Linked DNA regions of Mus musculus: region 2 is linked to region 1. A link is a contact called in public HiChIP or PLAC-seq data. All regions are on one chromosome and are shown on one strand. Each heading gives the region's core, a stretch centred on a gene start, on an enhancer-like site or on the middle of the called end of the contact. The rest is flanking DNA. Distances are from core to core; before and after follow the strand shown. Region 1 overlaps Tmem189 (transmembrane protein 189). Region 2 has its middle 59 kb from the start of Gm17619.

Region 1 (4,280 bases), core at 755-3,254:
ATCCCACCTATCCCACCTGGCTTGTATCATGGACTCAGTTTTGAGCTTTCCCTTTGTTTAGTTTTTTTGTTTTGTTTTGTTTTGTTTTGTTTTTCAAGACAGGGTTTCTCTGTATAGCCCTGGCTGTCCTGGAACTTACTTTGTAGACCAGGCTGGCCTCGAACCCAGAAATCCGCCTGCCTCTGCCTCCCAAGGCTGGGATTAAAGGTGTGCGCCACCACAGCCGGGCTCTTTGTTTACTTTCAACCTGCTCAGAACTAGCTTGGGGTAGCCCTCCCCTCCCCATGAGCTGTGTGAGATCGTGTGTGTTACTTAACATCTCTGTGTCCCACTTTCTCTTGTGGAACAGGAGTGGTGAAGATGTAAAAGATCGCAGTGGTGACTGTTTATCAAGTCTCAGCAGGACACGCTCTCTGTCTGTGGCCTCTCTGTCACTTTCTTACCTGTTAGTAGCATTTAGCTTACTCGACAGAGGTGACCCACAGAATGGGACAGAGGGATGGAGCCCAAGTCAAACACATGGCAGTGGCATAGCTGGCTCCTAAGGCCTTGAGATTCAAATCAGGAATAGGAGGAGCCACGTACACATGGGGAAACTGAGGCAGAGAGCCTAGCAGTGTCCCTGCCCTTCCTTCACCCCCTGCACCTTCTTGTCCTTTGAGCCTCTGCCCTCACTGTTCCTCTCTGCCCGGAACATTCTTCCTCTCCAGGATGCAGTTCAACAACTTGCTTTCCTCCGAGGCTTAGGGTCCTGGCTCCGTGCCCTTCCTAAGACCTGAGTTACCTGGGGCACCGTGGGCTCTGGTTTAGGACTGGACCTTGGTTTTGCGACATCAATGGGCTCAATGCTGCGTGGGGTAGCAACTGGCACACAGTAGGCCCTCAGAGCTGACCCATTAGGGTAGCTGGGAATGAGGAGCTGTACAGGCCTGTGCCAGTGTCCTCCATCCCTCAGTTTCTGACTGTAAACTGGTTGCCTGGCCCAGGTTCTGAGTTGCAATGGTGCTTTTGGACTCTCATTGACGGGGGACCAAGGCCTTGGGGGTGCCATGAGGCCTGTGGGTGAGAACCTCTGGACACCTCCCAAGAGAGTGAGACTGTAACCCAGGTGACAGGAGGAAGGATGCAGGCTACCTTGGGAATGGAATCCCAGTGTCCAATCTGTTTAAAGGCAGCTGCTAAGGGTAGGTTTTTAGAAGCCAGTGGTACCTGTCCAGCCACCTGGCTACTTATCCACAAATTTACCTACCCATGCATCCATCCACCTCCTACCTAATGTGTCTATGCACTATCCATTCATCCCTCCACCCACCTACCTGCTCATCTCTCTATTCACCCATCCAAGCATAGGCAGTGGGGCCAGAGAAGCGGTGGAAGATGATAGAAGGGCTCCACTGCCTAGCACCGGGCAGTCCTGTTGCTCAGTGAAGACAACGTGCCCCGAAGAGGACTTGCTGCTACCGGGCACCCCAGCAGGTCTGGGGCATTACTGCAGGACCCACTGTCTACTATGAATGGTGTAGACATACTGCCTCTAAGCAAGCAAGGGTTGGGGAACCTGTCTCTAGCTAACTACACTGCTCTGCCTCTTGCCAAATTTGGGCTCAGCATCCTTCCAGAGGCCTGTCCCAGTATCACTGACCAATGACAGATTTAAACACCGCCATCCTGACAGTTATGGGGAATACTGGTCCTGTGGTAGAGCACGGCAGGGGCTCCAAGTCCAGGCTTCTTGTCCTGAATGTCCGGCCCAGGCCGTGGATGAGATGATCTCTTCCTTCCCCAGGTATGGCTGGAGTTTGATTAGAACTGTACCTAACCTGCACACCCTGGTGTGCAGGCTTATGTGGCTCAAGGCTGTACCTCTCTGACCAGCCAAGGTCACCACGCGGCTTCCTCTTCATGTGGAGCTTAAGGGGCCAGCAAACCTTCTATAACAAAGCTAGACACGGAGGCAGCCAGCTCTGTGGCCACATAGTCTCTGTTGTTATGACTCAACCCTGCCAACATCACAGGGTGACCACAGGCAACGTGTCAGTCAGCACAGGGGGTGAGGGATGATGCGATGGTATTGTTGTAATACCTTGTTTGCAAGTATTTTGGGTTTGGCTTGCTTCACTGGGCTAGCACATCTGGAGTCACTCATGTGTCACATGCATTGGCCATTTCCCTTTTTGCTGGTGACTACTGTGCCATCATCTGGTACAATGCACGCAGCCCCCACTGGACCTTTACGGAGCCCTGGGTGCATTGCTCGTTCATGGAGAAGCCCATGTGCTCACAGATTCCCCCATCCCCTGGTCTGAGGACAGCAGAGACATTGTGTTTTTTTGAGACAGAGACTCATGCAGCCCTGGTTGGCCTTGAACTTTTCTGATCCTCCGGTCTCAGCCTGTCAAGTACAAGGGTGACAGGTGTGCAAACATACCCTAACAGACGGTGGCACTAAGGTTCTTCTAGGCTCTCTACTTGCTGCCCTCTGGCTGAACACAGAGCTTGCAGCTTTGGCTAGTCTAGCAAGCCAGCTTGCCCTGGGGATCCCATCTCCACCTAACGGCTGGGATTATAGGTAGGCTGCTATACACACTTGGATTTTTTCTATACGGGATGCGAACTCTAATACTCACCCTTGTAGAGTGAGCGCTTTATCCGCTGAGCTACCCACCCAGTCCCAACACTTACTTACTTTATTGGCAGGGTTTCATCATGTAACCTTGGCTAGCCTGGAAATTGCTAAGTAGACCAAGCTGGCTTCAAACTCAAAACTCTGCCTCCCGAGTTCTGAGATTAAAGACACTTACCACTATGCCTGACTTCTGTTTGACACCATAGAGGTTTCTTTTCCCTTTTTTTTTTCCTTCCTTCCTTCCTTCCTTCTTTTTTTGGTTGACACTTTTTCTTTTAAACCAGAGCACACTGGACTTGAGTGCATCGACTCTGTTAGTCCTTGTGGACCAAGGTTAGTGTGGTTAAGCTCCTTCCCCTTAACTGTCCTGGGCAGTTAATCCTCTGTGATCAGAACACAGTAGAACAGCATTACCAAGTCAAGCCAGGGTGGCCTTTGGGAGCCTCTTTCCAGTACCCAGCACTGCCAAGGGCGTCAGGAAAGTGCGCTGTATGGGCCTCACTACTGACTTAAGTTTGGGCTGAGGCTGTCTCAAAAGAGGCCGGGAGGGGTGCGTGGTAACATGGGAAAAAACCCAGAAGGTGCTCCTGGTCCAGGGCAAAGTGACCTCACAGTGGCGAGCTACACTGAGCTGTTCTGCTGATACCAATCAGGCCAGGAGAGCATCACCACTCTAGACTCTGAGGCATCCTAATAATTCTAACCAGTGTTCCCAAGTCAGCCAAGATTGCAAGTGAGGCGTCAGAGGGAGACCGCCTTCCCAGTATGTGTATGGGCCTGAGTTCTGCCCCCAGCACTCAGGAGGCTGAGCATCGGGAGTCTGGGCTACAGAGAGAACTTGAAGGCAGCCTGGGCTGTGGCTGAGAAACTGCCACAGACCAATGATCCTCAAATAGGGCCATGACAAGTAACCAGATTGTGCTAGCCTAGATGGGACTCTGGGATAGGAAGGGGACACTGGCTATGAGACTAAAGGCAAGTGATCGATGGCAGAGCATAGCATAGAGCAGCCCCCCTGGGTGCTAACTGGCACAAGCACAGAGCTTCAATGCCTGCTTCTTTCCACCATTCCTTATCCGGAAATGGCCTAAAAGCAACTGCCAGAAGAGAATTATATCTCACACACAAAGCCCTGGGTTCCCTGGGTTTGATTCCAACCCTGCAGAAACAGCTGCCGAGTAAACCCAGCACTCTGAAGGTGAAGATCAGGAGATCGGGGTCATCATAGAGAACCATCTACACGAACGGTGCAATCTCCCTTCATGTCCAGTGACAGCCCCATCACACCTGCCCTGCTCAGAGATCTCAGACCTGCTCAGGCTGGCAGCAAAGGACTGTCCAAGGTCACCTGTGCAGGTGGAGTCGAGAGGACCACACTCAGCCTCATGTCCAGGTCTGGGAAATGAGAGTCATGCAGGATGCCTGTCCCTTAACTAGCAGAAACTAGCGAAAGAAGCACAAGGGTGCAGCCAGCGCTCTGGGCTCTGGTACAAGCTCCCCAGTGGCAGCTGCCTGTAGCCTGAGCCCGGCATCCCTCTGCGAGCCTCAGTCTTGCCATCTGTAGGATGGCTGGCACCTGGTATTCACAGAGGCATGCTTGGCGCTGGTGTCAGGAATAACCCGAACAAGAGTGTCTTCTCCCACCACCTGAGGA
Region 2 (4,280 bases), core at 557-3,056, 2.6 Mb after region 1:
ACAAAACAACGTTAAGTCTCTATCAAGATGTATTAATCTATGCCAAGGTAAAATATTTAAGATTAGTATTTTTATTTATTATATTTATTTATTTGTCATTATTTTTCCCCTTTCCCCTCTTTCCCTCCATTATTAGATAGAGGAGAGAGATCCCTGATTTAAACTTTATTTTGTGTCCTCCTTGACTATAAGGAATAAAAACCACTCTAGATGATAACAGTCATAGCACATCAAATGACCAAAAACATCTATCCCACTTTCTGGGAAAAGGGCAGGTCATGTCTTAAAATTACTTGTCTGGAGACAAAGATATTTTCTGGGTACCCTATGAAAATCAGAATATTGGCCAAATTCCAGGAAAGCTAGCTATATCTTTTTCTGTCCAGTCCCTGTGTTGTCTGTTAAGTCTATGTTTAGTCTCTGTGTGATCAACCATTTGGGCTTGCTCTTCTGAAGTTGATGTGGATATATATTTTGGAGAGACAGACTGAGACAGTCTGTGAGAGTGAGTCACCTAGGCTATTTGCTTTGGGAAGACATTCATGTCTTAGCTGATAGGAGGGTTTCCCTGGTCAGATCTAATCTTTTTAAGTTTTCTTGGTAGCCATATTTTTTTTCATTCCCCATAGATACATGAGCATAACCATGTCCCCATCTTAAAACGATTGCGTGCTTCCATTCTAATACCAACACATCCTTATAGTACGTGAGTTAGCCTAGTTCCTCAGATAACCCAGCGTTGCTGTTGTTCCTTTTTTTCTTTTTTTAACCAATATTAAGAAAATTTAGAGTTAACAAAGCATTATTTAGTCTGTCCCTGGGGATTTTTACTCTTCCTTTTTGTTTAATAAGCATCTCTTTTATGGTATGATTGGCTCTTTCTACAATTGCTTGCCCTGTGGGATTGTGTGATATACCAGCATTATGTTTTATACTGTACATATTACAAAGAATTGCTTCATCTTATTGGATACATGTGTGGGAGCCTTATCAGTTTTAATCTGTGCAGATATCCTCATAAGTTTCTATCATACAGCTTGTAATTTTAGCTCCAGGGGATGTGGTGCCCTCCTGTGATCTCTTAGGGTTCCAGCACACATGTACACACAGAGACACACACACAATGCATAATTAAAAATGAATTCTTGGATATATCAGAGAATAGGAGAGAATCTCAGTACACAAAGGCATGATGGTAAATGGTGTCCACCACTGAGTATTGCTTCAGGAAGTGGGGTGCCGAGCAGAAGGAGAGTGGGGGACCAAGGAGAGCATCCATGAGTAACCAAAGGCACAGGGAAAGAGTTTAGCCATTTTCTAAGTCCGGGCCCTTGAGAGTTAGTTCTCAACTGCAACCCAGCACATTTCTTATGCAAAGTGTGGGGGTGAATAGAACAGAGCTGTGAGGACCAAAATCCCAGATGCATCAGCTGTCTACACTGTTACACTGTTCTGGGCTGGGAGCTGGGAGTAGAGTTTAGTCGTGGAGGTAGAGAACACATTTATGAGGTCAGTGCTCTAGGGCTTGTTCCCAAAGTGAAAGGACAGTTGTGAGGTGGGGTTAAGGGGAGGGAAGAAAAGTGTGTCTGTGTGTGTGTGTGTGTGTGTGTGTGTGTCTGTGCGCTTGCGTGACTGTAAAGTAGGGCTATAGAAAGAGAGGCTTCAAGGTTAACATATGGTAGATGCAAGCCATTCGACAGAGAAAGACTAAAACCCTTCTCCACGTGGGCTACTTGCAACAGAGCGTGTCTTCTCAATCTAACCATGGGGGAAGGCAGCTGCTGTACAAATGATCTTCCGAAGGTCACGTGACTCGGGCTCCAGTGCTTTTGAGAGTCTGCCTGCCTCTCTCCGGAGCACTTCCCTTTTCTTGATAAACCTTTTCTGTTTCTGTCACTAACCGCAGGTCTCTGGTGTAGTTCTTTGTCCTGGGACACGAGAACCTGTATATTTTTGCCTGTGTCCCCCAGACTCTGGTCTGTAGTGAAGCAGAGGAAGGAAGGATGAGAAAGAAGGAAAGGAATTGACCGAAACTTAGTGTTTTCTAGAGGCCAGAGTGGGCCTCACTGCGCTTCGTTCAAGACTTGGGGCTGATGTCTATTGGATGTTGGGGGGAAGCTGCCTCACTTCCATTCCCAGCTTTAGACCTCTCTGGTTGTCTCCATGTCTGGCCCTTCTCTCACCTAAACCTCCGTATCCCAGACACACATCTCCCAAGTGCTGGGATCTCTGGCTCTGTTTCCCCCAGAGCTGAGCAGGCACTCACTGGGAGCCTGTGATTATACCAGGCCTACTTGTGTGTTATGATCCTGTAAGAGACTGAGTGACTTATAAAGAACAGAAACAAATGTATTGGCTCATGGATCTGGGGCTGGGAGGTGGAAGGGCACAGAAGGGCACCCGTTGAGGGTCTTCCTGCTTAGCATTCTATGGTGGAAGGAGAGAGGGCCAGTAAGGATTCGAGACAGCAAAAAGCAAGATGCAGTTCACTTAAAAAAAATTTAGGCCGGGTGTGGTGGCCCACGCCTTTAAACCTAGCACTAGGGAGGCTGTGGCAGGTGGGTTTCTGAGTTTCAGGCTAGCCTGGTCTACATTGTGAGTTTGAGGCTAAATAAGGGAGACCCTGACTAAAACTCTCTCTCTCTCTCTCTCTCTCTCTCACACACACACACACACACACACACACACACACACACACACACAGAGACACACACAGACATACACCTCCCAAAGTGCTGGGATTATAGGCATGTGTCAGCCTACCCAACTGGTTTATGGCCTTCTGATAGGGTTCCTGTGACAATATGACAACGTGGTGATTCATAACTTACCAGTGAGATCAACAAACTAGAGTGCACACAGAGACAGGCCTCTGTTAGGAACTGAAGATGGAGATCAGATAGTGAATTTCTAGTCAAAACTAGTCCTTGTCAGGATTGGGCTGGAGCTAGCCTTACAGCACAGCTTCATGTATCCTAGAGCAAAGATGGATGCGCTGTCCAGGAAACAGCTGGGCTCTGCCCTGGGCTGCAGGATTGACCTGTGTGGGCTTGCAGCTCATGACCAAGGGCGGCTTTCTAGAGTGGACTCCTGCATTGTTCAAATGGCAGCATAGACTCAGGAGGCTGGACGTAGATTTCAGAATGCTTGCCCGTTAGCAGATGGTCGTTTCCCCTTTTTTTCTTTTAAATGTTTATAGGAGCATGTCTCTGTGTGGGTGGCTGTATTTGCATATGTGCTTTGTCCCTGAAGTACAGAAGAGTTGACGGCGGTAGTTGCAGGCAGTTGTGAGCTGCCTGTTGTCGGGGTTGGGAACAGAACCTGGATCCTCTGCAAGAGCAATAGATGCTTTGAACCACTGAGGATTTACCCAGCCCCATCCTGCAATGAGATGATACCTGCCATCTCGGGCTTATCCGGTTATTGTAATGAATGGGCTAACTCCCGGAGACAGTTGAACTCCTTGCTAGCAGAATTTTCCTAGCTTCTTTCTGGATACATCTGAACAGGAGACAAATATATAATTGAAACTGGCTTACAATGTTTATATTTTGATAGTATTATTATTTAGATTTTTTTGTGATGAGAGAGAGAGAAAGAGAGAGAGAGAGAGTCTTTCTACATAGGTCTAGCTGCTAACAGACTTCAGTTTCATGGATGTGTGAGCCAAATAAGCCCTCTCCTCCCCGGGTTGCTTTAGTCACGGCGTTTCATCACAGCAATAGCAATGCTGACTAAGACAGGCTGGGGTCACCAATAATCTGTTTTTAAAATCTTTTTTTTTTCTTTTTAATGCTGGAACTCCTCAAAACACCAGTAATAAATTCCTGTATGATTTTATTTGGCGTGACAATCTTAGATTCACACATTCTGTAGCAGGGATCAGGAGTCCTTTCCATTGCGGGTGTATGTCACATGTGGTTCACCTGTCCATCTAGTGATAGATACGTAGCCTATTTCTCCATATTCGGGGTCTTATACATGGTGTTGCAATAGACACCAGAGTACAAAAGACTGTGGTTGTTGGATTTCGGGACAGGGTTTCTCTGTCTCGTCCTGGCTGTCCTGGAGGATGAAGAATTTAAGTACCCCTCAGTCTGTTATCATCAACTGTCTCAAGGAAACCCAACCAAACAACCAACCCCCATCTCCTTGGTTATTTTAAGTCTCTCTCTGTGTGTAGTATTATACCTGAATTGTTCCAACTTAGTTTAGGTGTGTGTGTGTGTCTTGGTCAGAGGACAACTTGCAGTAGTCAGGTCTCTCCTTTTACTCTGTGG

The links. HiChIP or PLAC-seq counts read pairs in DNA pulled down with a chosen protein or histone mark.
Region 2: an H3K27ac HiChIP or PLAC-seq map of large pre-B cells shows a contact between it and region 1, with 4 times the contacts expected there. The contact joins two enhancer-like sites.

What each region holds. Positions count from the first base shown.
Region 1 is chr2:167,647,402-167,651,681 of GRCm38.p6, forward strand. All of the region lies in intron 2 of Tmem189 (transmembrane protein 189), which reads right to left. Among named protein-coding and RNA genes, the nearest start is that of Tmem189, 12 kb to the right of the region's middle. Within about 2 kb of position 2,005, at least 85 of the 459 cell types and tissues checked have an H3K27ac peak or open chromatin away from gene starts, as enhancers often do.
Region 2 is chr2:170,251,040-170,255,319 of GRCm38.p6, forward strand. No RefSeq gene overlaps it. Among named protein-coding and RNA genes, the nearest start is that of Gm17619, 59 kb to the left of the region's middle. Within about 2 kb of position 1,807, at least 131 of the 459 cell types and tissues checked have an H3K27ac peak or open chromatin away from gene starts, as enhancers often do.